Regions from separate parts of the Mus musculus genome. Here regions 2, 3, 4 and 5 are each linked to region 1. The links are chromatin contacts, called in public HiChIP or PLAC-seq and promoter capture Hi-C maps. All regions are on one chromosome and are shown on one strand. Each heading gives the region's core, a stretch centred on a gene start, on an enhancer-like site or on the middle of the called end of the contact. The rest is flanking DNA. Distances are from core to core; before and after follow the strand shown.

Region 1 (4,925 bases), core at 1,276-3,775:
GCTTTCTAGTTGAGTGTTCTAATTGCTCAATGGAATGAATGACACTAGACCCCGAATACCATGAGACACTTTTATCTTTCCGACAAACCACTCCCATTTCTTTACTTTTTTTCCTTAAGAGAACTTTCTTTTAGAGGCCTTTGCAACCTGAAGACCATTATAATTCACAGAAAGAGACATGTTAGCACCAGTAATCAGAAGTCTAGTATTAGAGATCCAAATACACCCGAGTTTTAAAAAAACTCTACTTTTTCTTTCTGGCCCTTGCTCTAGTAAGTCTAATAGGTTCAGCCTACATTACTACAGTTTCAATAAATTTAATTTTTATTAATATGCTTTTAAAGGCCAAGTAGAAGAAAATATGACCGCAAGGTGATGAAAGTATTTATTATCCTTCTTACCTATCAACAGTGCCACAATGTAAACTATATGAATCGACCAGCCAATTTTAAATTTATCTTATAAATGGCTTAACATTTAGCTATGCTAACTGATTAATTCCATTTACATTAATAATGATACACGAGCCCGGCATGGTGGCACACGCCTTTAATCCCAGCACTCGGGAGGCAGAGGCAGGTAGATTTCTGATTTCGAGGCCAGCCTGGTCTACAAAGTGAGTTCCGGGACAGCCAGGGCAATACAGAGAAACCCTGTCTCGAAAAACCAAAATAAATAAATAAATAAATAAATAAATAAATAATAATAATAATGATGATGATGATGATGATGATGATGATGATACATGATGGCATAAATGCATCTGTGCCAAATATTTATCCAGAAATATGCAGCATAAACAGGATTAGAGTCTGATTTATTTTTTAACAGTCTTTGAGTATAACTGTGACTATACATGTTGTGATTATACAAACCAACAGAGATACCTGTAAGTCACTGGGCACAGCCTGGGATGTTAAGCAACTTTGCTTTCCCTATGGTCAAGCATATATATATATATATATATATATATATATATATATATATATATATATTTCATTTTCATAACTGTATCTTGTTAAAGTACGCAAATTATGTGACATATCTGGATGCTTTTGATACCCCAGAGATGCAGCTAGTTCATGACATAAAACTACTCAGAGTTTGAAGCACTCCATTATTTAAAAGTTCATATTTTCTTGAAAGTAAATGTTACTAAGTATATATTGAGTATCTTTTAGTCAACTTTAATACTATTTCATTGTTATAATAATTTATTAAAATAACAAAACTTATGAACTGTTACAGCCTAATATTAAAAATATTAAAAATTAGGCATACGCATAATTTAATGGCGAGCAACTTCTTCCAAGTTGCACAGTAATTATTACCAAGCTGGCTTTAACAGATCTTTTTGTAAAGTCTCTCCCACATCATAGCTCTCCACAGATTAATGTGAGTCCATTACATCAAAGGTGTTTACATTTGTTAGCACGAGCGTTTAATTTTAATATATTTATGGCGTGCATAGATCCCCAAGAAGCGCAGTAAAAAGAATCCCTGCGAAGAGAGCTATGCTAAGATCCTCTTTAGCTTGGGCCTTGGAAGAAACTTGCTAAGAAACTTAAGTAAGACCGAACTGGAACTGAATCCTTTTTTGTGTAAAATAGCTGTCAAAGCGAAGAAAAGGACGGGAGGGGGAAGCTTTCTCAAAGTCACAGTAAGTTTCAGGGACTGGCGAATCCTTTCATGCTCCATTCTAGGAACAGAGAACCCCCGGGGACCCTAGAGCAGAGCAGCTAGTGGGGACTGCACCCAAAAGAGCCGCCGCCGGCTGCTCGGCTCTTCGCAGAGGAGTCAGAGTAGAAGATTTAGGAGGACGCACTCGCACACAAAACTTCGGTTGGAAGGCGAGCCTGGGGGACAGTTGTCGGGTGGTGCGGCGGAGGAGCGGCGGGCGCGCGGGGAGCGAGCGGACAGCCTTACCTGCAGACCCTCCGGCCGCGACCTGCCTGGAGGTCTCGTGCAGTAAGCTGACGTTGGAGGCCGACATCTTCGCGACCAGGGGACCGGGTGACCAAGTTGCCCGAGCGAGCTCCTCTGAAGGCCGCCGCCGATGGAGACCGGGCCCCGTCGGTCCTGGGGCTGAACTCTTCCCGGTGTGGCTGCGATCCAGCTAAAGGCGGCGGTTCGGGCACCGAGTCGCCGCGAGGTTGGCGGAGGGGGTCCGAACTTGCCCAGCGCTGCCTAAGGCTGCCCTTTCCACCGGGGCACCGGAGGGGGAACACTGACAACTGGGGGCTGGGTAGACTTGACCTAGCTCGGTGGGTCAGGCTCGAGCTTCAAGATAGGGGCTTATGAATTTGCCTATCGAGACCTACTGCGGAGTTTGTTTAGCTGGCTGCTTATCTAAGGGCTGCCTTAGCTAGCTGCGACTGTGATGTAGCCGCGGGTGACCCTTGCCCTCCAGGCAGGCTAAAATACGGTACTATTCAAAAGAAGGGATAGTGAGGAAATTCCTCCAAGTTAGTCAACCAGAAATTGAAGGCCACAGCAACTAGATCAGAGCAGATCTGACTTACAAAGTGCAGTAACTGTGCGGGGGAAGTGGTTTTGGACTTTTATTTCATGCATAATAAACTGAGTTTTACTTACTGAAAACCATAAAGGACTTGTTATTCAAGTGTCCTGTGCCCAGTTCACAGGGTCACCACGCTGCGCACAATATGACAGACTTGTCAGAAAGCCGAGTTCTTTGGGCTTAGGGCCTAGAAACCTGTTTTAAGCAGTTCTCTGTTAGGAACAGTAGGTAGACATGAAAGAGGAGCACCAATAACCTGCTTATTTCTTTCTACAAAATGTGGAATTAACTCACACTAGCTCTTTAGAATCACTGACAAAACAAAAGTACCAGTTAGTGCCTGTTAGTGAACCACAAGGTGCAAACTGCAGTATAAGAGAAACACAGGAGTCAGATATTTAGAACGCTCACCACACCCCTGACAGGCCGGAGATGATAAGAGAAAGTACTGTGGAAACCCCGCTGCTGTTATTTCTAAAACGTAGTGTTTAATGCATATATTCTGGGCCATATAAACTGCCGTTGTTCTCTGTCAAAAACATGGGTATGTGCAATTTAAAATAATACAATGTCAAATCAAATATACGAAATGAATACTTATATCTTATTTTCATTCTTTGAGCTATTAAATGTCGGTGGTAGTGAGCTGGGGAGATGGCTCAGTCAGTAAAGTGCTTGCCATGCAAGCCTAAGGACCAAAATCCAGTTTCCCTGCACATGTAAGACAGTATTAGTCTGGGTCTGTAATCCTAGCGCTGAGAATGCAAAGATAGGCACATCCCTGGAGCTGTCTGGTTGGTGAGGTCTAGCCAAACAGTTCAGTTCAGTTATAGGTCTTGTCTCCAAAGGTAAAATGGAGAACAACTGAAGATCCCCAACAGTAACCTCTAGCTACCAAACACTCCTGTTGCATGTATCTGCTGACATACATACACACACACACACACATACCACCACATGTATACACACATGCACACACACACACCACATATACACATGCATACATACCACATGTACAGACACACACCCCACATGGACACACACATGAACACACACACATCTCCCACATGGACACACACACCCCACATAGACACACACATACACACACCACATGTATGCATATACCACATGGATACACACTCCACATGTAGACACACACACACATACCATATGTACAGACACACACACCACATGTACACACAGTTATGTGCCTGTACCACCTGACTAGGAAAGTTACATACCATGAGGAATTGGGTAAATGTGTTGCTTATGTGATCAGATACACAAAAATGGTTTGTTTTTTTAAATTTTCCACTGGGCATGGTGACACACGCCTTTAATCCCAGCACTTGGGAAGCAGAGGCAGGCGGATTTCTGAGTTCGAGGCCAGCCTGGTCTACAGAGTGAGTTCCAGGACAGCCAGGGCTACACAGAGAATCCCTGTCTTGAAAAAAACAAAAAAATAAAATAAAATTTTCCAGATTGAAAATATTCATCAATACCAAATGGACAGGCTTGAAAACATACATACAAGTCATATTATACATACTGAGCAGGTTATATTTAGAAATGTATATTATGTACATAAACATATGCATGGGGCAGCAATTAATGAAAAAATATGGATTTAAAGACAGCAAGAAAGAGTCCAAGCGAGAATGTGGAGGGAGTGAAAGGGAAACGTGTACTCATATTAAAATCTCAAAATCAAATCATTAAAAATAAAAATAAAACTAATGGCAAAAATGAAGTTGGTTACAAAAAAACAAAAAAGCCCTCTCTCCTGCTCCTCTATCACTAAGCAAATAAAAGGTTTTGAGAACTATATTTTACTAATTAAATATAGGATCTTTTTTAAAGATTTATTTATTTTATGTATATGAGTACATTATAACTGTACAGATGGTTGTGAGCCTTCATGTGGTTTTAGGGAATTGATTAGTACCTCTGCTTCTATCTGGTCAGCCCTGCTCAGGCCCAAAGATTTATTTATTATTATAAATAAATTATTATAAATAAAATAAAATATTATAAATAAGTACCAGAAGAGGGCATCAGATCTCATTATGGGTGGTTGTGAGCCACCACCTTGTTGCTGGGATTTGAACTCAGGACCTTCGGAAGAACAGTCAGTGCTCTTACCCCCTGAGCCATCTCGCCAGCCCAAAATATAGGATCTTAAATACAATATAAACCATTTCTTCAACAATTGAGGATCTCTCACATTTTAGACATAGTCCCAAAATTTTAGAGCTTACAAAAGCATTTCATTGTGAAAAGCAGGAATTAAGTTTTTCAAGATGATAAAAGGAGCAATCATTTATGGGAGTTTTTCATTTTGAGAACAGTGGGACTGCAGATTCAAATGGTAAACCCAGGCCAAGTGCATTCTGTCATACAGAAA
Region 2 (4,925 bases), core at 961-3,460, 480 kb before region 1:
CAAGGTTCCAATCAATTACCATTTTAGCTACATTCTCCCCACTCTTTTGAGAAGCTGGTTTAGGGCTTTGTCCTGTGATTCTTCATTAACATTAGGCCTACTATCCAGTCTTGACTGTCTGGTGAGAGAAAAGTACAGTATTCCTGATGCTTTATTCCTGCATTGGCTTTGACACGTGGGCTGATGATTAAGTGGAGGCAGGCTTAGATCTCACATATTTAAAGGCTCTCAGAGGCTGGGGTAATAGATGGAGATGCGTGGGGTGATTTTTGAATACACAAAAGTGTGAACTGTTCTCCAGCTTCATTTCCTATACTCCCTTAGCTACGGTGGGAACACAGGCTAGTTTTCCAGGTTTAGATGTGAGTATAGACATCTATGTGTGAGCCCCGGGGGTACATCAGTGTTAAAACTGAGGAATGGCAAAGAGAGAAGAGAGTGTCCCAGAGAAGATTACCAGGATGTCTACGGACGGGCACATGATCTGGTTTTAAAAAAAAAACAAAAAAACGTGTGTGTGGTCTAGAACATATGTTCATACTTAATCATAGGGTGGCTTGTAATCCAGATCTATTTGCCCAGGCAGTTGAGTCTCCAGCCGCTATTTTCTTATCTATTTACATAGAGGCAGCTGCCTTTCCCTGTGGAGGGTGACAGGCTTTTTTTTTTTTTCTTTCTTTTTTCTCCCTGTGTCTCCTGTCCTCAGATAGGTCCCCAAGCCAGGATTTTCCATTACCAAACTGAGGGAGGCTGGGATAAGTGAGTGGCCTTGAACAGCTTCACTCCACAGAAGTGACTGGGAATGAAGCTCAGGGACCCGTTGATGCTCAGGGAAGTAATTTCTCTTCCTTTTATCTGTTGGAAATGAAGGGGAGGCAGAAGCGAGGCTGGCGCCCAAGGGAGAGTTTTATCAACTCGTTTCTCTGTGAAATCCTCCACTTAGCCAGAAACTATTGTGTATACTTTAGAGTTTACCCCGGTATGTGTGGACCTTTTCCTATTGACTTAAGCTTGGCATTAGCTCTCATTGGCTTACAGCAAAGCCATAGATGGCATTTATGAACAAAGATGGAGTGTTTCTGATGGATGCTTGCAGTATCTTGAACAGGTGACTTTATATCCTCAACGTTTCATCCCCTCCCTGTATGGTAAACTCCTGTGGTATTTCAGATCTACACAGGGAACAGTAGAGACACTAGTACAGTAAAGGAGGAAGGACATAAGTAGTGAGGTCATTGTTACCTGGTCCAAGTCTCATCACCTTAGGGACCAGGCCTTTGTATAAGGCTAAAATCCTGTAACAGAAAAGAGAAAGCATTTCTTATTCTGGAAATAGGTAGTATCTCTCCATTTGCCAAGAAGCCGCTTGAAATGACCCCCACCCCCAACCTAACAGTATCTGGCTCGGTATTTGCTGTGCCAAATTGAATGAAGGACAGAGTTAATCACTCTTTATTACAGGCTGTGTTGGTCTTGTCCAATCAGAAACTTGACTTTCATCAGTGAGATGGTTCTTGCTTTCAAGACAGCTGTGTATATGGGCAAAATGACTTTTGTAATTGAATTTAAAAGACCACAAGCCAAGTCTTCACATTAGGAAATATGATGCAGTTTAGATCAAAATAATAAAGTATCACTTGTTTACTGGAGAATATTGGTGGAAAAGGGAGGGAGAGAAGAGACAGAAACTAAAACTTAGGAAAAAAGATCAGAAAAGGGCAAAGACTTAAAAGTTTAAGAATCCAGATTTTAGAATGCTCATATTTAATTCTCTTAGGAGGACATAATTAAGACAATACTTTGATTAGATTTTTAGTCGGAAGACAAGTATTCTGCCTGCATGCCAAAAGGACATATACAATAACATCATGCTAAACATGCTAAAGAGTTTATTTGAGCATTCTCAGGCAAATACTCAGCATATTATATAATCGTGCCTCTCTGCACGATCAGGCTGGTGGGAGGACACTGCCAATGTCTCATTATTGTGTGGCCTTGCAAAGCTTGTCATTTGTTCCACAGACTTCCTTAGACATAAGGCCAGCCTCTGAAGGCTTACTGGCTCTCATCAAAACAGACAAGTGTGAGAGAGTGGTTTAACAATCCTTGACCCTTGCATACTTATTAAAGCAAGGATCTGTTACCCTTCTTCCCGGTAGATCATCTCCATTGTTTTGAAGCAGCTTCGGTACTTGATCTCTCCAGGAACTGGCTGGGGCCCTTGGATCCGACTCTTTGCAACATCAAAGGGGATGTTAAACACTGAGCCCATTGTCCCTGAGACAAAACCAATCCCAAATTTTCTCAAAAACTCCAAGGTTGGATCCTAAAAGAAAAGGATAAAACAACAGAAGGGGAAGTGGAAGCTCTTAAATTGGTTAAACACTGTAAAGTGAGAAGTATGTGAGCAGAGAGAGCATCGCCCGCCCGCCCCATCGCCCCATAGCCCCATCGCCCTCCCGCCCCATCGCTCGCCCGGCACCCTCCTGTTATTCCAGCCGAGCACATTAGGATTTCCTAGGCTGGAACTTGTTTTCTTGACAATCCCATTGGCTATGTTTTTACACATGGTCTAAATTGCTGAAGTACACATTTCCTCACACAGGATTTATAAACACAGTTCATAAAGAAAGACTGGTACGGCATATGGGGATGATTTGTATAATTGGGCTTCACAATGTACTTAGTATTACTGTATCAAAACAGGAGAAATCCAAGCACACTATTAGCTAATTGGCCAGAATATTTTACAAATGACAGCAACTTCCACCATGAAGCCTACTAAAACGCTCATGTGTGCGGACCCCGAATGTTAAATTAAATCAAGGCTACTCCTGGTCTGCTGCTATTCCCCTCCAGATTTTTTGCATTTATTTTCACGTGTAGCTTGATCCACTGTACTGAGAAGTGCTAGCTTCCTGTTATTAACAAACCGACTTGGGGCGGCTGCAAAACAGCCTGTGACATTCTGTGCATTAGAAACAGTAGTAAGTCACTGGGCTAATTGGCTCAAGAATTTACAACCCATTGTTCCTGAATCTTACTCTTCCTTCATGGAAGTATTGAAAAGGAGAAAAGGGGTCAGGAAGGAATGGAAGAGAGAGAGAGAGAGAGAGAGAGAGAGAGAGAGAGAGAGAGAGAGAGAGGAAGGAGGAGGAGGAGGAGAAAGAGGAGGAGGAGGAGGAGGAGAAAGAGAAAGAGAAGGAAGAGGAGAAGGAAACTATTTTTTTTCCATGTGAGTTGGTGGGACTTGACTTTCCAATCCTCCTTGCCCTGCTTTCTGACATCAAAGGATTTAATTAGATCTTACATGGGAGTCACTTTCCTTGGGTCTATTTTTGTGGCCAGAGAACTTGCATTACTCTTTGTTATAATGAATTTGCTGGGAAGTTCTCATTATGTTTGCAGCCTTAGTTTTTGCCCTGAAAGGACGCTGTATCAGATACTATGAGTGGCTGACCCTGACAGCCGCCCCATGCCACCTTCCTCTGACTCTTGTAATCCATATTTCAGAGTCATTGTCACCCTGGAGCCACAGGTCCTGCGCTTACGTCTTTTCTTTTTCTTTCTAATCTAGCAGAAGTAAAGTGCGTATGTTTGTGAATATCCATTCTTGGATAAGAAAATGGCGGGGGAGAGGGATGGGAATGGAGACGTTCTTACTTATAGCGAGGTTTGAGCACTATATGATTCTAGCTTCCATGGGAGAAGAAATATTTCTGTAGGGCCCTAAATTCTCAGCTAAACCAGGGGTCACAATCACTGAAGTGCCTGTGAGGTTAAATATAAAAACCAAGAGCAAGGGATTAGGTAATACTGCTTGGATGTGGGCCATACAGGTGCCAGGGGTTTTAAAGGGATTTAAAAATCAACAGGGTGTTTCTGCAGGAGAAACAATGCTGGGACCTCGAACGGCTGAGCTGTGTTTAAATAATTCTCCATCCCTAGTCTTTGCCTTTTACAAGGAGAGAAGAATGCCTTGATGCTGCCCTGCATTGCTATACAGAAGCACCTGAGCTCCTGAGGGGGCAAAGTTAGCACCTGCTCAAGTTGTCTGAGCAAGGATGAGTCATTAAACCCCTTAGAGCACAGTGCACCGGGTGGGGGTGGGGGGTCCTTAACGGCTACATCATTCATGCCCTTGATCATTTTCCGAGAAGCGATGGTGCATGCCCAGTGTTCTGAATGCTATGTAAGACTGGCAGAACGCAGAGTGCTAGAGTGAACCATGCTTTCTTTCTTAAACAAATATTATATATTTGCTTGTCTATACATGTGTGTTCACTCATGCCATGGCAAGTATGCGGGGGTCAGAAAACAGTTTTCAGGAGTTAGTTCTTCTGCTGTAGGTTCTAGGTAAGGAACTCAGGGAGACAGGGTTAGGGGCAAGTGCTCCCCCCACCCCGGCCGTCTTGGCAGCTTCATGAACCATGTTTTCTTTAAACATAAAACATCCTATAAACAAATGCTCTCCTAGTGTCCCTGTGACCGAGTTGAAATCCCCCCCCCCCTTTTTTTTTCCTATTCAGGATGATGGCAGAAACGGTGATCTGTATGCACAGCTGGATGGGAGGGTCAGGGGACCTCATCAAACATCCAGTCCTTCCTATCTCTTGATCTATTTGTCGAGGACTGGGGGAGAGGGAGGGGAGGGGGTGTTGGACGTTAATCTACCACACCTAGAGAAGCACTCTGTGCATGAGACACTGTTGGAGTCTGAGACCGTGCAGACCTCCATGCCAGCATTGTGCTTGCTGGCACAAATACTGCCAAACCCTTGCCCCCAGCATGATGGAAAGACCCCATGGTAGCTCCTAAACATAGCTGTGAAGTCTGGGTCCCACTTCAGACCCATCTTAATTTCCCAGATCGGCTTTCTTCCTCTGAGGGAAGAAGACTGAAGATGGTTTTATGTGGGGCTCAGC
Region 3 (4,925 bases), core at 907-3,406, 370 kb before region 1:
AGAGCTCTGTATGGTAATAAGCCCACCCATCAGTTATGTACTTTCTCTATCTAAAACAAAACAAAACAAAACAAAAAACAAACAAACAAACAAACAAAAACCCAAAACACCTTATCTGCTCTTAGAAGAAAGACATTCTTTGGAAAGTCTCAGTGAAAACTCATTTTAGTTACTAGTATCTACAAACAAAAATCTAATAATAGTCCTTAGCTCAACTGGCAGCCATTTTAAACAGAAAACTCATGTGTGTGTGTGTGTGTGTGTGTGTGTGTGTGTGTGTTGACAATCACATTTTAAACTGATTCTTTCCAGATGAAAAGATACTTTTTCAAACAATGTAATAAAAATGTAAACTCAGCTGTTTCACAGACATAAAAGTGATTTATATCACGTGCACTGCGCTCACGAGGCTTTTCTCCCCACACAATGCAAGTTTTATTTTAAGGAAAAGTTAATAATTAACAGCTAGGAAAATCCCACAATGCAAAGAAGCCAGCTATAGGGGATTAGCCACCCCCCTTTGCTCTCCCACAAAACATCGGCCAATAAACCTGGCGAGAAAACTATGGCATATTTGAAAACTAAAAAAAGTCAACATGGGTATGGTCCTTACCTTCTGTGGGGGTGGGGCAGGGAAGTGATTGGAAGGAGAGGGCAGAGGCCTGTGGGAGCTACAGCCTGCCTTGGTGTGAGCGCTCATTCACCGTCTTCAGCTTGTGAAAACTCACTGAACTGCACACCCCTGTTTTACGCTGTACTTTAATACAAAGCCCTAGAAAGCAATTAGATTTTGTCCTTTGGTTTTGCAACAGAATGAAAGTCTTTTAATATAACTAGATAAGTATTCTCAGTGTGTGTGTATGTATGCGGGGGTGGGGGGAGTGGGTGTACTAGGAGTTATATTTTGGTCAGCAACTACCCTCTGAAAAGCATATGGCTAAAGTACTTACAGTTTTGCCAGTAGCATTCTGGTCCTGACAAGGATTGAGTAGGGTAATATCCTACACTCTAGGAGAGAGACCTTTAAGCAAGGGAAGTCACATGTATGAAATCTCCACCCAAACATGATCCTGTTGAAGAGGTTTTAAGAATCCTGTAAAATCCATGCTTCTAGCAGTATTTTTCTGATGGCTGAGAGCCTACGTTCTACACACCCAGCTCCCACTGTTTCCTGTTAAGGGGGGCAGACCACATTGAAGCCCACTATGAAGAGCCGCAGCACACCTCTACCCCATCTAACTGTTGGCCAAGTATTAAATAATTAGAAAAACCGGTTTGTAACCAGTCAATTTGCTAATAAACCATGAAATGTCTGAACTGCCTGAAATGATGGGCGCATGGAACGCCATTCTACCAGCAGCTCCCTGGAAACTCTGAAGTTGGTAGCATGAAGTGGCAACCTACACACACTTAAAACTTCATTCCCACACTTCTTCCATGAATTTTTGGTCTTTAAAACTCATCAGTTCAAAGCGCTCACTGCTGCTTTTCTGCGTACTTTCTCCCTTACTAAAATGCTTCTTTCTGCTCCCCACTCCCCCACGAGACTTGCCTTCCTCTAGGCCTCTCACATTCTAAAATGACGACTTATAATTGCCATTACTTCTCTCCGTCTGAGCCAAGTAAAACAAAACTATCAACTTCGGTGTGGTGAGATGGCTCAGTATGGAAAGGTGCTTGCAACAGATTCCCACGCAACCAGAAATCTCTAAGTCAGCTACTCGCTGAAAGAAAAGAAAGGTAGGATGCACATAGGAGGGAAAAGAAGACACCGATGGGCAAGCTGTTTTTGTTTTTGGCAATGTCTCTTAAGCAGAAAATATGAACAGAATAAGCAGAGGGTTCTTATGTCTGCAAAGCAAGGAAGTACGGATTAGGAAGCCAAACAGGCTACAGCCTCAATGAGGAATGGAAGCTTCCCATAATCCTTCACTCACACACCCCTCCCCCAAACGTCCCCTCCTCCCCAACATGAACAGCATGGTAGTCTCATACACTGTGTGCTATTTGCAGTCAGGAGTCCAGAAAGACAAGCCTAAGTGGATGATGAGCCCCACGCTAATGGAGCAAATGTTCTAAAGTTCCTTGTGTACATCCCCAGGGTCAAATTCAATCCTCAGGAATCCACGTGCAGTTTCCATGGAAACAAGTATAAACACCGAGCAAGGGGAGAATAGCTGCAGTCAGTCTTGTCCTCTGTATTGACACATGGCCTTTATTCTCTTCTGGCTTTATCTTTCAAATGGCAAGTTTTGGCTTGGCTCTATGTATACAGTAGAGTTTCATCCACTCACACATGCCTTTAAGAGACCCGGAGTTAAAATGTTCATTGTGAAGATCAGTAAAGATGTAGAAAACAATTTTTTTTTTTTTTTTTTTTTTTGGCAAAGGAAAGAAAGCAAAGCAAAGGAAAAGCAGCAAAGGAAAGAAGTTTGTGAGACACATTTAACCTACTGAGCTGTGAAAAGGATGCAGACTTGAAAATAGAATATGATACAAATTTAAAAGCACCACAGAAAGGAAGTGGTTAATAGGGATAAAGTTCTCAGTTAGTACACAATAAGGGGTGTGTGTGTGTGTGTGTGTGTGTGTGTGTGTGTGTGTGTGAAGTCTATAAGATACAATGTAGACAGTGACCACATACAGTCAAGGACATGTGCTTGGAACATTAACAGAGGAGTAGAAATAAGTATTAAAGCATTTCCTCGTTAGCAAGTGCACTTTTTCATTTCTCTGCAAAGGTACTTTTATTTCCTTAAAACAATAAAAGAGAAAAGTTAGTCCTCATTTTATAATAACATTTAATAAGTGAATTGCCATGAGTCTTTTAATTAGATTTCAACCCTATTATGTCATATGCTTTCCCCAGATTAAAACAAGATTAGAAAATATAATTATGCAATGAATCAAAAATGTAGCTGCAGAGCTGTTTACTGACAGGGTTATAAAGACTCTAGGAAAATGAGAGTCATGTCTAAGGAATAAAAATTAAAAGTTTGCTCTGTTAGTCACTCAGTACATATGTGAAACTGACTCAAAATCAACAATATAAAATTAGCCATTTCGAAGTTTACTTTGGTGTGTTTTTCTGAATGCACTTCATTTGTTCTTATCATACGCTCTTTGTTTCTTATCTGGTGCCACTTGGGAATCCTAGTGAAAAAATCTCATTTAGTGTGACTCTGTCAATGATAGGGAAATGAGAAATGTTTTAGGTCACCCTAACAAGACTATAGCTATTATGATAATCTTAGAGATGGAGTTTTTTTTTAATAATTTTAAATTGCTCTTTCTGCCACAGGGATTAGAAATCACTGTCTAGTTTGAAGTGCTGCCGAGTAGTACACGTCTTTAGCATACTTGTGACCTTGTCCTGAGATCATAAGGACCCTAAATGCCCTGATCCATAGAGTCAGGTTTAAACAGTAAGTACACCAACCTAAGAGTAGAGTGTTGCCCAGGGCATGGTCTTCTTATACTACCTGAGTCAACTTCAAAACCCAGCATCCTGAGGTGAGAGTGCTGTATGCCTGTGTGTGACAACTCTGAGAGCTTAACAGATTCCAGCAAAGCCCTACATACATCCTATAGAAAGTGAAAAATAAAATGCCAGTCCCTTGTACTTGGATATTTTTGTTTGGCCTTAAAGAAAGGATAGATTTGTAACAAGTTTTGTAAAACCTCCAAGATTTCTGATCACAGAAGCTCGAAGCTGAGGAAATTTATTGCTAAAACTGGGACCGGTATGGATCTGAGATGGACTGTGGAGCTATGTATCAAACACTTGTGCCTTTCACACCCCTACTGGGGATTATCAGTTCTTGTTGCCAGGATGACTGGCAGGAGGTGTCAGTTTGTCCAGATGACTGTCAGCAACCTAAAGAAAGAACTGGGGGTCAAATCCTCAGAGGGGAACTGACATATCAGTGCCTTGAGCTGTGTCTGAAAGCAACAGACACTTCACAAAGATGAGCTGGGGACAGGGGCGGTTTAGAATTCTTCTGAAGCTATACACCTGTACTCAAAATGCTCACACTGTGGTAGTCACAGGAAGTGTAATAGACATGACATCTGCATGAGAGATAAGGTGCAGACCTTAGCACAAGAGAGATCACTGGGTCCATAGGCTCCTGAGTCAGCTGGCTCCCAAGAATCAACAGATGGTCCATCCTTTCGTCTCAGCTCCAAACTTTGTCTCTGTAACTCCTTCCATGGGTGTTTTGTTCCCAATTCTAAGAAGGGGCAAAGTGTCCACACTTTGGTCTTTAATCTGGGGATCCATCCCAAAATCAGCCTCCAAATGATGACACCATTGCACATACACTAGCAACATTTTACTGAAAGGACCCAGATATAGCTCTCTCTTGTGAGGCTATGCCCGGGCCTGGCAAACACAGAAGTGGATGCTCACAGTCAGCTATTGGATGGATCACAGGGCCACCAATGGAGGAGCTAGAGAAAGTAACCAAGGAGGTAAAGGGAACTGCAACCCTATAGGTGGAACAACAATGTGAACTAACCAGTACCCCCAGAGCTCGTGTCTCTAGCTGCATATGTATCAGAAGATGGCCTAGTCAGCCATCACTGGAAAGAGAGGCCCATTGGTCTGGCAAACTTTATATGCCTCAGTACAGGGGAATGCCAGGGCCAAAAAGTGGGAGAGGGTGGGTAGGGGAGGGTATGGGGGACTTTTGGGATAGTACTGGAAATATAAATGAAGAAAATACCTAAAAAAAAAAAGTAAATGAGACCAAAACCTTAAAAAGAAAGAATCAACAGATCGACTTCATAGGAACAAAAGGAAATTCCATGTACTCCTTAATTGCCAGCTAATTAGTAATTCCTTCATGTTAAGGCAATTAAAATGTAGCAGTTATCACTATCATGGCACGATGCAGAAAAGATTCAAGAATAAGTTTCATCTA
Region 4 (4,925 bases), core at 1,232-3,731, 350 kb after region 1:
TTACAAGCCTGGATCAGGGGCTGGCTTTTAAGGTCCCTTCATTTCATCCACGGCAGGCTAGATCCAAGGATCCAATCCCAGACCAGCCTAGACAACTTGCCTTTTGGCCCGGTCAATTTTGAAATTCCGAAAATAGAATTTATGTCGGAGCCCCTGCTTCTTCACTTCACCCACACAGGCCTGCTTGAGTGATCAACCGGGTACCAGCTAGACACCCACCCTGTGGAGGGCTGGCAGGCACCGCTGATCGCACATCGGGATGCATCGTGCTGGCTGCTGTTAAACTCTCACCCATATTGGCCTATTTGTCAATATGACCCTCCCTCCGTCCCAATTACTCATCTCCCAGCAACTGGCTTTGTCTTAAGAGTTGGTGCCAAAGATGACTTTCTGTTATTATATTTAGAAATGTTTTCCACCTACTTGTAACAATGATAGTATTTTAAAAAAGAAGCAAACTTATCAGTTAAATAAAGTTCTGGGAAAAAAAATAAAATGAAAAAAAAAAAAAAGCTGCACACCAGAACAACGCGGTGCATACAATTAACTTTAGCGTGACTTTGCATGTATAGCTCTTCACGCTATACAAAACCTCGCGTTAATTCTGTTACCTGTTTGTAGTCCTCTGGCAATTGAAAACTTTGGTAACACAATTCACACACACACACACACACACACACACACACACACACACACACACACACACACCCTGTAACCGATAGTTGCTGCTGCTCACACCAAAGCCTAGGCTTTAGAGCTATAGTTCGGACCAACTTAAAATTCCCAAGTGAAACTCTACTTGCTTTCTCTTAATGCTATTCTGCTTCCTAATTCTCAGCTTTGAGATGTAAGAAAGCTCTTTCTATGGGGGTCTTCTCTGGTGGGCCGAGGTGATTGCATCAAAATTAAACTCCTGAAAGTGGTCTGAGCGCCTACTAAAAGTTATCGGTAAGCGAAATCTCCATCCGTAGCAGTCGAGATAATAACTAGGTGGCTAAAAAACAAGAGTCCTGACGTATAACTGCTTATTTGGTAATCTAACAGAAAATATTGACGTCCTTAAATTTATGTTCATCAGCAAATGTAACTCCATGTGAAACTATAAGAGATGAATAGATTTCAAAAAGAAGACTCAAAAAAGAGATGGTTCCCAAAGAAACACAGAAACGAATAAATAAATCGCCGCGAAGGTCTTTTCGGACTCTGTACTTTTCTGTACAGATCTTAAAGTACTTTGGGATTTATTTCTAGTCCTCTCTCCAAGATCGCACGAGGCTTTCTCGGTAAGCGCTTTCGATAACGGTAATTACACTTTTGAAGGTAATCGGCAGCTGTTTCTAGAAAATACTTTCAATAGGTAGTGGCCCTGCCTGTACCTGATTCTCCTCGCAATGCTTTTGTGCACAATGTAAAATAAACCCAGTGAACATGCCACCAAGGGGACAATGAAGAGAAACAGGTTCTTGGCCCCGAGTTCTGGAAAAAGATTCTGTTCGCACTAGCGCCACCCAGCGGTCCTAGAGACGAACGAATAGACACTTTTCTACAAATGGCTTTTGAAGAATTAAGTTTTATAAAATTTAGAAATCATTCTTTACGAAAAACTCCAACTTCTGCAACAGATCATTTTTATCCAAAGACGTCGGCTAATTACATGGTGTGACCGAGAGGCCTCCCGGTAAGCGAGCACCGACTCTCTCAGTTATTCTTTACTCAAGCCAGAGCCCGCCTGCCCGCCCGCGGCTCCCGGGGCTGGGCTCCAGCCCCGGCTCTCTAGCGGGCAAAGACAAGTGCTTCCCTTCCGGAGCCCGTGTTTTCAAAGCCCAGAGTTTCCCAAAACTCTCCGCTGGTTGCAAGCGCCAGGACCCAGCGGGCAGCGGGCTGATCGAGAGGTCGGGTGGGGGCCACACTGGAAGCCGCGCCTCGGGCGAGCCGCCCCCACCCCGCCCGCCCCAGTCCGGGCAGGAGCCCACCTCGCCTGAGTCTCCCCGGACACCGACTCTGGGGACGCCCCACCGCCTCCCCGCCTCTCACCTCCTGCGTGTCCGCGTAGTAGCTGTTCCAGTCGTTGCTCTCATGCCCTTCCATCTTCACAGTCCCTAACATCCTGGAGCCAGCCCGGCCGACACAACCATCCAACCCTGTGCGGAGCGACGGGCGGGTGCGCTGCTCGGGGCGGGGGAGGGGCGCGGAGCCGCTGCGGTCACCGGAGCGCTCGAGGGCCCAGCGCCACCCGGGCGAGGAGGAAGCCCGGCGCTGCGGGGCGCGGCGTGCGCGGCGGCGGCGGCGCGGCGCGGCGGGAGGGGGCAGCGCCGGGGACAGGAGGCGGCCGCGGAGCGCGGCGCCCGGCAGCGCCTCCGCGGGAAGTGAGCGGGCGGCCTGTGCGAAGCGAGTGCAGTTGAGCTGATGTGGATCTTACGTCGCCGGAGTGCCCACCTCCTCGTCCTCTCCCCATTTGTCCGCCGCACAAAGACGCTCGCACCTACAAAGCCCGAGGTGCACCTGTGAGGCGGCCGCCCGCCAGTCCAGCCGCCGCGCCTCCCGCCCCGCCGCGCCAGCGCCGCGCGCCCCCCGCGCCCCTCCCGCCATCCCCTCCCCCAAACCTGGCCCTCACTTTGTTTACAAAGCAGTATAATTGGTTTAAGCCTCGCGGCTAGGGAAAGAGGAAAATAGGGCGGGTGTGTGTGTGACCCCCTTTGGAAAAGGAAAAAAAGAGAAAGAAAAGAAAAGGAAAAAAAAGAAGAAAAGGAAAAATAGGCGGTGCCTTGGAGGACAGGCCAGGGCTCTGGACCCAAAGAGCTGTGCTGCGGGAGAAGGACCTGGGTGGTGGCATCAGAGCTACAGCGCAAGGATCGTGCTCGCTGAATGACCCCGAGTTCCCTCCTAGAGGTGCTCACCACCCCCTGGACCTTACTACGACTCCGCTCTTGGTCCACTTGGCTCCTTTGCTCCCCTCATCCTGATTCTTGACCCAAAGTTCAACCCTGGAAGACTACCCCTACTTCCCGGCCTTCGGGGCTTGGAGAGGGGAAAAGCCCCACTTTTGCCTCGTCACTAGAAACCCAGTCATCTGAGTCAGCCGAGCAAAGTGACGTTAGGCCGACCTGGGCTCCTGGCGAGCAGAACGGAGGCGCTGCCACGAAACTCGTACCTGCGGCTAAGAGCAGGTGAGTCACAGCACCGTTTTATATTTTTATGACATAACTTTTTTTTTCCGCCTCAGTCCACTCCACTCCCCTTGTCAACTGCAGCGATCAGAAAGAGGAAGAAACTGCGCGCAGATGTTTGTGTGATAAGGCAGGCGGATCCTAGTCAAGCCTGCCTCTCTGCCGGGCTCCTCCTCCTCCTCCTCCCCCCCTTCTACAGCCTCTGGGACCAAGCTAGAGGCGACCGTCTGGTTTCTGATAGAGAAAGGTCAGGGGGAGGGGACATCTTCCTAAACACCGGCATAAACTGGGAGTGTATGGGCCTGGGTGCTGGAACGCATCTGCCACGCTAAATGAGGTGCCAGCCTGAAGCTGGAGTCAGCCCACAGAGGTGCCTGGTCGTCTCTGAGCTGGAAGAGCAGGGCTAGGCTATCAGACTCTCAAAAGGTCCTGGGTAGATGGGGAAAATTCTCCCCCACTCAAAGTCTCTCGCTTTCTTCCAGTTCTTCATAGTTAGTGGCTTGCCCTCGTATCCAGCGGAAAGAGACTAACCAAAGAGATTAGGCTAGACAGAGTGTGTGATAGGTTTGGAGAAGGTGCTTACCCCCCCCCCCATTGACTGCAAGTGTTCGTGAAAATGTATACTACCTCGTGCATTTCGAAGTAAGTGTGACTGTGCGGCCCTTCCTGTGTGTTGCTCCAGTCTGTAGGTATACTAGATTTCCATTAGAAACAATCAAGTTAACTTTAAAGTCACCAAGAGACTAAAATATTCTTGGTTTGCAAAGCTTTTTTTTTAAGGTAATTAATCTCATGTGAAGGAATGTGTTTTCACTTGTCTTCCAAATAGATTACCCCCCCCCCAACACACACACACTCCGTGCTTTGTTCTTTTAAATCTTTCTTCCCTGAAATCTGGCAAGAGAATCAGGTTAAATCCTTGAACCAAATAAATCTCTTAGATCAGTAGGAGAGCAGAGAAGGTGAAGATGTGTAGTTAAGGAAATAAAAAAAAAGATAAAAGCATTGGATTACAATTCCTTTTTGAACAAAAAGTGTGTGTGTGTGTGTGTGTGTGTGTGTGTGTGTGTGTGTGTGTGTGTGTAGACATCACATTATAAGCAAAGGAATGAGAGTGAAATTAAATCCGCCTGGAACACAACAGAGCAGACAACTCTCCCCAACTGCAATTTGCCCCTGTGACTAGAAGTCACTCCCATCGGCTGTGTAAATGTACCTGTGGATATATGTCAGAAACTAATTCTTTTTGCAAAGTTCCCACCGACAGCAGGATCTCCGTTTCATTTGTAAAACGCGGGGATGCGTGGCTTCCTCAGTCTGGTCCTGGGGACTTCCAGCAGGGCCGAGAAGCTTCCTTGTTCCTGCATGGTTGATTGTCTGATGTCCTCTTGGCTTTTCTACAGCAGCAGCTAGCATGACTTGGACGGTTCCTGTGGGTAGTAACAACTTAGCAATATATATATATATATAGTGTATAACAAGTTGATGACTTTTGGGGGGCCCTGTCATGTGGAAGGAGTTAATTAAAATATCACACGTCCTTTCAGCCCGGTTTCCAAATCTACTTTGCCCCCCTTTCAAGTCTACTTAAAAGGCGAAGGGGGCCATTCATAGCGTGAGACCACATTGAAGTTTCTCAAAAGCATCGTCAAAATCCGAGAGTGGTGTTACAGAATGGACTCTGCTCCCTTTAAAGCCTTGATCCGGGTGTTCTTGGGTTTGTGGCAACAACACAGCGCCTCCTGCACGTACGTTCCC
Region 5 (4,925 bases), core at 1,322-3,821, 290 kb before region 1:
CTACCCAGGAACTGCTGGCATTGTTTGCTCTCCCTCTTCAGCTTGTCTTTCTGTATGTTGTTTCTAGCCTCACTTCAGTCTTTGATTTTGAAGCTGTCTGGCCAGTCCTGATCTGGATCTTAGCTTTTAGTCAGTCCTACCTTCTCAGACATGGTTTGCAAGAGGTAGTTATGGGTATATGTATGTGTGCGCATGCGCACACTCGTTCGCATACATGCCTCTGTGCATGGGTGTGTGCCTGTATTGCTGGTTTTGTTAGCTGGGGTGACAATCTTTCTGCAGTGCTAAAGTCGAAGTACCCAGGAGTGCTGGATGTATATCCCATCCGTTATTGCATCACTGACTGAGAGCCACCCTGGAGAGGAGCTTGGAGCTTAGTAGGGCAGTGAGCCAGGCACATGGGTGAGTGATGTGTGGAAGTCTCTGTAGCCCATACTCTGGGACATAGCTGTTCTGGTGGCGGTAACAAGACACTTCTATTGAACAAGAGGATTTTTCTAGAAATAACAAGGTTTGCTTATGGGATAGAGGGACATGGAAGATATAGAACTAAACGCTTACCCCATGCAGAAGATGTGGAAAGAGATGGAAAGGACCAAGCAGTGTCACAACTACTGCAGGAGTTTGTCTTGCTGTCTCTTCATGTAGTCTGGGGCAGCTTGACTACCATGTCTGCCAAGGAAGCTCACTAGCAGTACACTGTCTTCTTCTTTCTATTATTATAATAATTAATTTATATCCCAAATGCTGTCCCTCCTCCTTCTCAATGCCCCCTCAGAGAATTCCTCCTTCCTCTTCCCCTCTCCTTTGTCTCTGAGAGGGTGTCCTTCCCCCCACCCCCGGTGGGTATCCCTCCACTATGGTGCATCAAGTTTCTGCAGGATTAGGCACATCCTCTCCTACTGAGCCCAGACAAGGCAGTTGTCTGTTATATATGTGCCAGGGGCCTCTGATCAGCCCATGTATGCTCTTTGGTTGGTAGCTTAGTCTCCGGGAGCTCCCAGTGGTCCAGATTAGTTAACACTGTTAGCCTTCCTGGGAGGCTGCTATCTCCTTCAGGGCCTTCGATCCTTGCCCTAACTCTCCCATAGGGGTCTCTGACCTTCAGCCAATATTTGGCTTTGGGTATCTGCATCTGTCTCAGCCAGCTGCTGGTAGAGTCTGTCAGAGGACAGCATAACATCACTAATAGTGTCAGGGATTAGTGCTTGCTCATGGGATGTGTCTCAAGTTGGGCCAGTCACTGGTTGGCCATTCCTTCAGTCTCTGCTCCATCTTTGTCCCTGAATTTATTTTAGACAGGACAAATTTTGAGTGAACAGTTTTGTAGGTGGGTTGGTGTCCCTATCCCTCCACTGAGGGGTCCTATCTGGCTACTACATATGCTCCACTATGTTCATAGCAGTTTTATTCTTAATAACCAGAAACTGGAAGCAACCCAGATGTCCCTGAGCTAAAGAATAGAAACAGAGCATGTGGTTCACTTAGACAATGGAATACTATTCAGCTCTTAAAAACAAGAATATCATGAATCTGTAGCTACCAAGGGTCAGGGATGAGGGGTAGGGGGAATCTCTAGGAAGTCCTAGAGACCTGGGATAGGGGAGGCTCCCAGGGGTCAGTGCGAGTGACCTTAGCTGAAATGCCCAACAGTGGAGATATGGAACCTGAAGGGCATGAAGGCCTCTAATTCCTACTTTCTAGGATTCAAAAGCTGTCTAGCCAAGTGGATGCTTGGCATCTTTTTACAGGATGCCTTTTTATAGCCATTCCATTTCCTTGGGAATCTTTGCATATTTGTCACTGTGTGATGACTGCAGAATATAACCCAGAGCCTAATTGAATGTAAACGCTTGCTTTTATTTATGAGGAAATTCTTCATAATGTCGTCTATAAGCTCCAACTTAGGCCTGGGGTCTGGGACTGCTTGGTTTTGGTCTCCAGCGCTTTTCATCAAATGTGAGGGAGCTGAACAGCAGGACAAGCTGCTAAGTGGGGACAGGACCATGCTGGAGCTGCTTCCTAAAGCACAGGCAGGGAGCAAGCCAGTAGCTCTGGGATGGAAAGGCCTTTTAGGCAGCACCATGGGAGTCTATTTAAACAGGTGACCTTGCAGAGAGAGGCTCCGGCTCCCATTACCAACTGCTGGTTGGCAGGCAGGCTTGTTTTTATGAGCTCTCAACGCGCACACAGCGGGGCCAGGCGTAAATATGGAGGGAACTTGCCGAGACCCTGCTCCTTTTCCATAAAATGGATAGAAAAGAAAACAATGAAGAGGCTTTGTGAGAATTATCACCCTCTCAGCAAATGACCAGTGAGCATCGTTCAATTAATGTTTTCCGTTGACTTTATCTGAGGGGGGAAAAGGCGCAGAATACCAGAGATTTCTTTCAACTGTTGGGATTCCCAGGGAATGGTGGAAGGAGGAAAACAGCTGCTTGTATAGCAGTTTAAGGGTCAAATGCTGCTCTGCCCGGTGCCTCTGACATCACTTAACTCTCCCCGGGAGAGGGGCACTAGCGTCATTCTCTGGGCTGGCCAGCAGCAGGCCTGAAGGTGGGTCCGCAGCAGCTCAGTCTTGTTTCTCCTGGAGACCTACAGGGTCAGAAACTGTGAGGGAGCATTGCAACTAAGACTCTAAGTCTTTGTTTGTATTGGCTTGAGAGAGAATTTTTTTCACAATTTATGAAAACACAATGTAGCCAGAAAGTTACAATGTAAATGTGAGTTTCAAACTTTGCTGTAGTCATAGGTTAATCGTTAGTCATTTGTGGTTGACAAGGGAGGTTATAATTTGACACCTGGCAAAAAATCAAGCCCATTTCAGAGAAGTTAGGAGCTGGGAAATGAGATGGAAAAACACCCTCCATTTCCCTAGGAGGTCCCATGAAAAAGCATTTAGCAAAATCTCTTCTCTCCCTAGAAGTCAATTCCTAGTGTTTCAGGGCTGCACTGTCTCCTCGTCACTAACGGCTGGACAAACTGCTGGACAGCTGCCTTCCCAGCCTAAGAGCCTTGTAAGAACCTGGCAAAGAATGCACAAGTGATCTTCTGGGAGTTGAAGGAAAGAGATAAATAACTTCTCAACTTGATATTTAAGCAAAGGGACCACCGAAATTTTCCATGTCAGTCCTGAAAATACATTTTGAAGCCTCATAGAGTCCTGGGAGAAAAGGCCTTCAGAATGACAGAGCCTTCATTCTCAGGTCCCCCTGGTTAGACTCCAGATTCCCTTTGCTCGCTCTAACCATTTTCTTTTGTGCTGTGAGATCAAAATATTGAACTCTGAGTTTGGTATTTTCTGAACCCTGACCTCTCACAGGTGTTCTGGCTCATTTCCTGCGAGTAATGTTTAATTTGGGAATGTTTCCTTCTCTTCTCCCATTCCCCTGCTACAGCTTGAAACCTGGAACACCCGCACACAAGACCCAGGCTATCTTCCTGTGCTGCACAGCAAACACCCCAGTGTGCTCTCTCGGAACTTGGCAAGCATCTGGACGGGACAGCTTTCCTATACACTGGGAAATCAAAATAGAAAGCACCAGCTTTTTGCCAATTCTGCAACCTGAGGACAAATTTCAGGGTCATTTTTTTTTCTTATTTAACTTAATCGTTTCCCTATTTCAGTACTAAAAATAAAGTCAAATAATTTACTTAGGTGTTCAATATATATTAAGGAAACAGAAACATTTTAGGACCAGATATCAGCAAAATCCCAAAACATGTTCCTAGATTACCCGTTCCAAAGCACAGGTTACGCTCTGCCTCAATATGAAGAGTAGAAAGCATAACTTCCATATATGATACATTGCTTGCTTCAGATTGGGCTGTTTCCTGCTTGATACTTCTGTAGTAATTCTGTTTGTTTTTTCAGAAAAAGCTTTTCCACATCATAGAAGAGGATGTGAGAATATCGTAAGGCCCATGTAGGAGATGCCTCAGTGATGTCCTATTGGCTGGACGGGAATGATGCATACATGCATGAAGAGGAGAAGTGACTGTGTGCGAAGGAAATACACAAAATCAAGTCAGCCAAAATCCTAATGTGGATGGGTGAAGGGCTCAGGAAGGCTAACCCCCACTCAAGACATTATTGGTAAATTATGACTACTGTGGAAGGAACGGGTTCTTTAATGGCTGATGTCCACTTATAAGTTGCTATGACATAGTTGAGGAAGTATTCTTGTAGGATAGTTAAGTGTCTTTTGGGTGTATACCCATGCTATAATACATAGATGCAAAGAAACTGGGTAATAAGGAGGGTTCCAAGGGAAGAAATGAGATTCTCACTCAGAAGGGGAAATAAAATACTCATCAGAGGTGAATGGAGAGAGGGAACTGGGTAAAAGAGGGGGTGAGGAGGATGACAGGGGTGGGGATCAGATGAGGGCGGCAGGAGAGGGCTGGGAGTGAGAATGAAAATCAGCTGGGGGGGTGTGGCATCTCCAGTATTAGCTGTAGACCTGGGATAAGGAGTCTCCCAGGAAACTATGGAGTCAAACCTAGTTGAGATTTCTACCAGCTAAGGATATGGAGACTGAAATGGCCACCTCCCCTCCCATGGCCAGGATGGACCTCCAGTGGATGGAGGAGGACATCAACCAACCCACAAAACCTTCAAGCCAAAATTTGTCCTGTCTACAAGATGAGCAGAGATAAAGATGGAGCAGAGATTGAGGAAACAGCCAACCAATGATTGCCCCAGTTGAGACCCATCCCATGTGAGAGAGCCAACCCCTGATACTATTAATGATTCTCTGCTATTCTTGCAGATAGGAGCCTAGCATAACTGTCTCCTGAGAGGCTCCATCCAACAAAGGATGGAAACAGATCCAGAGACACATAGCCAAACATCAGGCAGAGCTTGGGGAATCTTGTGGAAGAGTGAGAGATAGGATTGAGTGAGTCAGAGGGATCAAGGACAC

The links. Promoter capture Hi-C pulls out the DNA fragments that hold promoters and counts their contacts. HiChIP or PLAC-seq counts read pairs in DNA pulled down with a chosen protein or histone mark.
Region 2: an H3K4me3 HiChIP or PLAC-seq map of craniofacial prominence shows a contact between it and region 1, with 5 times the contacts expected there. The contact joins the enhancer-like site here to the promoter of Slc25a21 in region 1. A contact is called at or near these places in 9 of 39 promoter capture datasets (the 3T3-L1 cell line, 3T3-L1-derived adipocytes, cranial neural crest and 5 more), 4 of 484 Hi-C or Micro-C datasets (embryonic stem cells and pre-hematopoietic stem cells) and 5 of 115 datasets of contacts at active chromatin or transcription factors (craniofacial prominence, embryonic basal ganglia, embryonic stem cells and 2 more).
Region 3: a contact with region 1 is called in an H3K4me3 HiChIP or PLAC-seq map of stem cell-derived neural progenitor cells, with 27 read pairs. The contact joins the enhancer-like site here to the promoter of Slc25a21 in region 1. A contact is called at or near these places in 6 of 39 promoter capture datasets (the 3T3-L1 cell line, embryonic stem cells, frontonasal cranial neural crest and 2 more) and 3 of 115 datasets of contacts at active chromatin or transcription factors (embryonic stem cells, pancreatic cancer cells and stem cell-derived neural progenitor cells).
Region 4: a contact with region 1 is called in a promoter capture Hi-C map of embryonic stem cells. The contact joins the promoter of Foxa1 here to the promoter of Slc25a21 in region 1. A contact is called at or near these places in 12 of 39 promoter capture datasets (cranial neural crest, embryonic stem cells, frontonasal cranial neural crest and 6 more), 17 of 484 Hi-C or Micro-C datasets (the G1E-ER4 cell line, LSK cells, cerebral cortex and 6 more), 8 of 115 datasets of contacts at active chromatin or transcription factors (astrocytes, embryonic midbrain, embryonic stem cells and 2 more) and 3 of 9 other capture datasets (embryonic stem cells, liver and pancreatic islet).
Region 5: a FOXA1 HiChIP or PLAC-seq map of pancreatic cancer cells shows a contact between it and region 1. The contact joins the enhancer-like site here to the promoter of Slc25a21 in region 1. A contact is called at or near these places in 3 of 39 promoter capture datasets (liver, maxillary cranial neural crest and stem cell-derived epiblast-like cells), 2 of 484 Hi-C or Micro-C datasets (liver and uterus) and 2 of 115 datasets of contacts at active chromatin or transcription factors (pancreatic cancer cells and stem cell-derived neural progenitor cells).

What each region holds. Positions count from the first base shown.
Region 1 is chr12:57,194,947-57,199,871 of GRCm38.p6, forward strand. It overlaps Slc25a21 (solute carrier family 25 (mitochondrial oxodicarboxylate carrier), member 21), which reads right to left and starts at 2,526. Exons shown (of 10, transcript NM_172577.3): 1 at 1,927-2,526. The coding sequence starts at 1,993.
Region 2 is chr12:56,715,996-56,720,920 of GRCm38.p6, forward strand. Slc25a21 (solute carrier family 25 (mitochondrial oxodicarboxylate carrier), member 21) reads right to left here. Exons shown (of 10, transcript NM_172577.3): 8 at 2,145-2,326; 9 at 1,243-1,295. Among named protein-coding and RNA genes, the nearest start is that of Gm46352, 13 kb to the left of the region's middle. RefSeq lists an enhancer at 1,267-3,762. Within about 2 kb of position 2,211, at least 13 of the 459 cell types and tissues checked have an H3K27ac peak or open chromatin away from gene starts, as enhancers often do. A contact at or near this core is called in craniofacial prominence and second pharyngeal arch cranial neural crest, where this site is marked.
Region 3 is chr12:56,827,550-56,832,474 of GRCm38.p6, forward strand. All of the region lies in intron 3 of Slc25a21 (solute carrier family 25 (mitochondrial oxodicarboxylate carrier), member 21), which reads right to left. Among named protein-coding and RNA genes, the nearest start is that of Gm30001, 68 kb to the right of the region's middle. Within about 2 kb of position 2,157, at least 53 of the 459 cell types and tissues checked have an H3K27ac peak or open chromatin away from gene starts, as enhancers often do. A contact at or near this core is called in pancreatic cancer cells and stem cell-derived neural progenitor cells, where this site is marked.
Region 4 is chr12:57,543,630-57,548,554 of GRCm38.p6, forward strand. It overlaps Foxa1 (forkhead box A1), which reads right to left and starts at 2,482. Exons shown (of 2, transcript NM_008259.4): 1 at 2,035-2,482. The coding sequence starts at 2,106. It also overlaps a transcript of Ttc6 not described here.
Region 5 is chr12:56,903,315-56,908,239 of GRCm38.p6, forward strand. All of the region lies in intron 2 of Slc25a21 (solute carrier family 25 (mitochondrial oxodicarboxylate carrier), member 21), which reads right to left. It overlaps Gm30001 (a long non-coding RNA gene), which reads left to right. Exons shown (of 4, transcript XR_003950118.1): 3 at 3,399-4,096; 4 at 4,569-4,667. Among named protein-coding and RNA genes, the nearest start is that of Gm30001, 8.0 kb to the left of the region's middle. Within about 2 kb of position 2,572, at least 15 of the 459 cell types and tissues checked have an H3K27ac peak or open chromatin away from gene starts, as enhancers often do. A contact at or near this core is called in pancreatic cancer cells, where this site is marked.